2 separate regions of the Arachis hypogaea genome follow, and region 1 is linked to region 2. The links are chromatin contacts, called in public Hi-C maps. All regions are on one chromosome and are shown on one strand. Each heading gives the region's core, a stretch centred on a gene start, on an enhancer-like site or on the middle of the called end of the contact. The rest is flanking DNA. Distances are from core to core; before and after follow the strand shown.

Region 1 (3,124 bases), core at 369-2,868, 45 kb after region 2:
TCAGAATGCAACAGAATTATTATACACATATATTCTATATTACCATTTTCAGCTATCAACTTCATGTGAAATTATCTACATCTGAAATTTTTACCATTTTATATTCTAGTCGGTGAGAACCGACATGCGTGCATTACAAAAGGAACTCAATAACACCTGGGCAGAATTTGAGAGTTTAAAAATTAGAAGAATATTGGATTCATATAAACCCAAAATAATAGAATAGTAGAATATTGAGGATGAGGAGTGGGTACGTAGAGACAAAAATTCCCATGAAAACAGCGTCATGTAGTACACACAAGTTGACACTACGATTCACCTTATTGTAATGGACAACAACATGTTGGTTCCAAGCAACAATTTACTCTCACAATATGACAATATACGTATATATATATATATATATATATATATATATGCTTTTCTTGAGTTTCTGATGAAGACGGTGCAGAGCAAAGAAACCGCTTCTTAACCAAAACCAGGGGCCTGCATAATCTATACATAGATTATAATCTCCATGTTTTTAGTTGTATCATATTTAATTATAATTTTTAATTAACATGATTTGCACTCCGTATTGCGACATTGCGTAACGGCGTATACCCAAATATATTTAATAACTTTTAATATTTTTAGCTATTATTTAAAAATAAATTATTTTAATTCATGTGTGTAAAATTTTAATAAATATAAGTACAAATTATATATTATATATTATGTGTAAAACATATATTATATATAGATAAAAATTATTGCTAACATATATTTACTGACGTAATATTACTCAAAGATTATATTATAAAGGAGTAATAATATGTTTTTCTATGCTATTTTCAGCACAATATATTTGCATCGCATGTGGTTAATTTGTCACCTAATTAAGATTAATGAAAAAAGTAGTTAACTCTTATTATCACAATTTGATCCATTAATCCTTGAATTTAACTTAAAACTAGAGTCTCTAAAATACAAGTCTGTAAAAGTAAAACCCTAATCGTATAGAAATAAATAAACCCTAATTATATATTGGTTTGTAATCCTTTATTATGGAACTGTTGGGCCAATCGTGGGAGGAGGAATTAAGTAAGATAATATAAGATGAGAAGACACCACATCTAACTCAAAACCTTAAAGTAGTAAATTAATGGATCTCTCATCTTATAAACTCCTCACTCTTCCTTACTTTATTTGATTTGGGACTAACTTTAACATTCCTCACACTTGTAACATTAACAGTAACAAAAAAGAAAGCTCATTATTGTTTCGAGAACATCATCTATCAAAGTTGAATGCCATTAGCAAACTTAAGCAGCAATGATTTTTTTTTCTTTTTTTTTTTTGTTATATTAAGCAGCAATGATTAACTCTAGCTCTTAGCAGTTAATTTTTTTTTTCCTCTTTTCGGTCTTTGTGTTTTTGGTCGTATTTTTCAGGTTAGCAGTTTTTGCTCAGAAGGAGTTTAAAGCTAAACCAAAAATCGTTGTTTGGTTAGATGGTAGGGGTCAAGGACCAAGAAACAACAAAAACCTAAATAAAGGGTAAATGAAATAGCTGAATTGGGCCCAATAAATAGGCTCAATATACATATATGTTTTCCTAATATATAGATTCTGCGATTTAATGTTTTGACCCATAAAAAATGTTGTATGAGCCCATGTAACCTCAGAATCCGGACCCCTTAAGATAAGTCTTCTTTTACAAAAAAAAAAAAGCTAGTCCTAGAGTTTTGAGCTCATTCTTGTCCCCAGCTTTTCAACATATAATACTAATAATGTACGATGCATAGACACTGACAGGACACGGGACATGACACGACATGAAACACGTCGACACGCGAATTTTAAAATCTTACATGACACGGAAATACGCATACATATAAAATATAAATTAAAAATTTTAATTATTTTTAATATTTTATTTTAATTATATCAAGTATTTAAAATATTTTTTATTTTAATAAATAATAATATATACTATATCTAAATTTATTTTAAAAATATATGTTAAGAATAAGACAGGACACGTTGACACGTGATGATATTTAGGTGTGTCCAGGTGTGTCCGGAGATAAATTTTTTATTTTTTATCAAGACACGGTTGGACACAGTAGACACGCGTATCGGACGAGTGTCGGTGAGTGTCGTGTCCGAAATGTGTCCGACACGCGGACACGGCAACTCAATGAAGTGTCCGTGCTTCATAGCTAATAATAATAATAATAGTAATAATAATAAATCAAGTTGGGTTGGTCTAGTAGTTAGTTCACTAGCGCACTTAAATAAATGTTGAAGGTTTGAATCCCGCCTTATGCATGCAGACCTATACATCAAATAGTCATTATTTTAGAAAATATTGTTTCAACTAAATCAGCAAAAAAATTAAAAAAGATATAGGGGAGTAAAGACAAAAATATATGACAATTACATTGAAAGTCATGTCTAATCAATCTATCCGCATAAGAATTTATTTTTCTAAATTTGTGATAGACAGTGACAAAGCTTTAGCTTGGAAATAAAAGATTATAGATCTTCCAAATTTTTTTATAAAAAAAAATTAGTAGTATTTTGTACATAAAATTTTTTTTAGTTCAAGTGACATTTTTTTTTCTGTCTCATTAGAACAACTATGTTCAATATTCACTAATAAATCCAAACTTCTACGATTTTATAACTAAATAAAAATAGAGCTACATCTCCTAAAAAGATTCAAATCTTTTAAATAGATAGTACCGTATTCAATATTTATTAATAAAAATATTTGGTAACAAAAAAAATTAGTCAAAAATAGTCATAACTTGTCTTATTTAGCATTTATTAATTGTTACGATAATTAATTAATACTAAATAAGACAAGTTCTGATTATTTTTTTTTGTCTACCTAACATTATCCATTTACTAATAACTCCAAAAAGAGAAAAACACTAATAACTCCTACCATTCTATAACCAAATAAAAATAGAACCAAATCTCTTAAAAAGATTAGATATTCTAAATAAATAGCTACCATCTTATCATGTTTAATATTAACTAATAACTCCCTAAAAAAAAAAAGAAAAACACTAATAATTCCTACAATTCTATATCCAAATAAAAATAGAATCAAATCGCCTAAAAGAATTCAAATC
Region 2 (3,168 bases), core at 249-2,748:
TTAAGGAACCATACACACAATTATACTCACATCTCATAAAGTCACAGCTGCTATGATTGAAAGAAAAAAATGTTGTTCAGCACTGAAATCCCCTACAGTCCCGTTAATTAGCATTAAAATATTTTCTTGATTAGGATTGTTAGAAGGAAAAAAGCATACCAATGGCTGACAGATTCAACAAAAAAATTCTATATATATATATATATAGAAGAGAAAAGTATTAAGTACCAATTCATGGTAAGTCTTGTATTTCCTAAATTCTTCCTGCAACAACAGCAGCTCCCGCTCTAAATCTAGGACACGTGACTGAGCCTCCCTCGCCCTTCCATCGGCATCGTTCCCAAATTCCATCAACGCCTCTCTGTCGTGCTCAAACAGTACACACTCATTCTCCAAATTCTGGCATTTGGCCAGCAAATTCTCACACTCCATGGCCAACCTCTGATTCTCCTCAACGAACTTCTTCAGGGCTTGAGCATTCATACTCGATTCACACTGCTCCAAACCAAGAAATAAGTAAAAAATAGAAAACAGTAAAACTTATTTTATTTGGAGAGAAGATAATGAAAGTGAAACCTTAGTTCGTTCGACGAGTTCGTCTTTCTGCTTCAATTTGGAGAGAAGATAAAGGTTCTGTTCTTGGAGTCGCCGTTCAGACTCTCGCGATGCTCGGAGCTTTGTTACTAGGGTTTTCGACGAAATCGGTAGACCCAAGAAATCATCTATGGTTTCTTTGATGTAATCATCTACCTCTCGCGGAAGATCCATTCTTCTTCTTTCTGGAATTTGAAAATCAGTGTGCCGATGATTCAAACGAGAGAATAGAAAGGAGAAGAACGAAGAACACCAAAGCCCCAAATTCTAGGGTTTCTCTCAATGTGAGAGACGAACTTTCAAAGAGACGTTGAAGAAACTGATGTTGAAAAAGCAACAACCCTTGGGTGTGATCGGAGAATCAAACTCTTTCTATCTCTGACATTGTTTCTCTCACTCCATTCAAATTGAAAATTCTAGCCGTTGGGACCACTTTTTTTATATCGCTGGCTAGGATTTAATTTTTTAAAATTTTGGATTTTACTTTAAATAAAAAAATATTCAAAAAATAAGAAATTACACTTTAATTTTTTAAATAAAAATATAAAATTTAAAGAATTTAAATTCGTCTGACTAACTTGAAAGGTGAATTTTCTTTTTTGGTGGGCTCTCATGGGTTCATGGACAAAATGGGCCATCTATTCCACTCTTCATTATTGTGCTTGCCACTTTTTTAAAGGCCCAATTATAGATATATAACAATAAAAACTTTGAAGAGCGCTCTCCCTCCTGAGTCCGACCAATTTTCCAAAATTTTCCATAGATATTACTAACAATTAATTTAATGATATCTCTTTTAAGATATGATACTAGCTACTCCTTGGAAGCTGTTCTAAGATTCTTCAACCTTTTAATGATTTAGAATATTCATCATTTCGTTAGAGAAAAATTTTCAATGTTAGTCGTCATAATAAAAGTTGTACAAGTAACCACCTTAAAGTAAAGGAATCTTCCTGTCACAGCCCACATAATATATAGAGCGTCATGAGAAATTATTAAATTAAAGAAAAGTATATATAGACAATAAAAATATTAAATAATATGAACAATAGATATATTAGATATTTAATTTATTAGGTGTACAGATAACTATTCTAATATTAAGATTTAGGTGAATAATTTAATAATATAGTGTATTTTTATTTTATTAGGCAAATTTTAGAATCTATTATTTATATAAATTATTGTTTATCTAGCAAACTCCTTAAATTAAATAACGCATATTACACATGGCAGAAATATATGCGTGACAAATACTATATTTTAATTTTATTACTCGTTCCGACAATAACCTACCTAGGTATACTTTTTAGTTCGACAGTCACTCCTGTCTTGCAAATATACCCTCCAAATTTCCAATGGAAGCTTAAATCATTATTCCACACTCTCATCTCAACAAGCTAGCAATTTTGTGTTGCAAATGGAAAATTAAACATAAAGACGTCAGGATTCAGCAACTATATATATATGGGACCCTCGAAGGTTCAAAATGATCAAGACAATATAGAAATTTATTATCACTACTGTTGCCAAACTAGTTGCAATTAGAATAACAATATAATAAAATAAAAGATAAATTATATTTTTTATTTTTAAATTTTATTTTATTTTAATTTATCCTAAAATTTTTCGATTTGTCTATATTGATAGTTATTCTTATAAAATTGTTACTGAATTGGCTATAAATTTTTTAAAAAATGAGTTATTATAAATATATTTGATGTAAATTAAAAATTAATTTTTGAGATAAAATTAAAATAAAAAATATATTTTATCCTAATAATTTGTTTGCGTTTATTCTGAAGCACTACTTAAAATCGAATTAGGTTTGGATTTAAACTTGAGGTCCAAACACTTTTAATTGAAAGTTTTGATTTTTTTACTGATATGTAGATTTTTGACGTTCTCACTTAGAAAATAGTAAAAATACATGCAAAAGATTTTTATACTTAAAATAAGAAAGTTGATAAAATGAACTTATGCTTAACAAGCCGGGTATCACCAACATTATTAGTACACTCAAATTAAGCTGCTACTAGGTATGTAGTATTATTGAATTCGAATATAATAAGGTTAATCAAGAAGAAGTGAAGTCGCCTCTTAGAAAGGTTCTTAAGGCAAATAGTGGGGGCCTCTTTACTCTTACTAGTTCTCTTCTTTTTTTTTTTCCCTGAAGTGACAACAAAATCTAATGGATCCTTCACGACTTCGATGTGAAAGTTTATTAAATTGGTTAATAGACATCATCATCCGTGTAATTTGTTTTGGTTGTAGCATTATTACAGTTTACGCCGAAATTAAAGGACAACCAATATATTAGAAATTAAAGACCCATATAGTAGGTACCATATATAAATAAAGGGGAATACTAGGGGAATAATTAAAATTTTGAACAACATGAATAACCACCAATCAAATGAAAATACACTACATTCTAATTTAATGCTACTAATTAAATTTACTTTTTTAATCCTATTAATTCACATTGTTTACACATTATTCAAAAATCTTGTTGGTTACCTATGCTTTTTCATAAATAAATAATCATACATATAAACTTGTCCAATACCCTAT

What was found. A called contact is a pair of places that touch in the nucleus more often than the background predicts.
Region 1: a Hi-C map of leaf shows a contact between it and region 2, with 3 times the contacts expected there. The contact joins the enhancer-like site here to the promoter of LOC112766946 in region 2. A contact is called at or near these places in 2 of 8 Hi-C or Micro-C datasets (leaf and an unstated tissue).

What each region holds. Positions count from the first base shown.
Region 1 is chr17:129,664,668-129,667,791 of arahy.Tifrunner.gnm2.J5K5, forward strand. No RefSeq gene overlaps it. Among protein-coding and RNA genes, the nearest start is that of LOC112765034, 11 kb to the right of the region's middle. Within about 2 kb of position 1,619, at least 3 of the 3 cell types and tissues checked have open chromatin away from gene starts, as enhancers often do.
Region 2 is chr17:129,619,589-129,622,756 of arahy.Tifrunner.gnm2.J5K5, forward strand. LOC112766946 reads right to left here and starts at 1,499. Exons shown (of 6, transcript XM_025812841.3): 1 at 577-1,499; 2 at 229-495. The coding sequence starts at 768.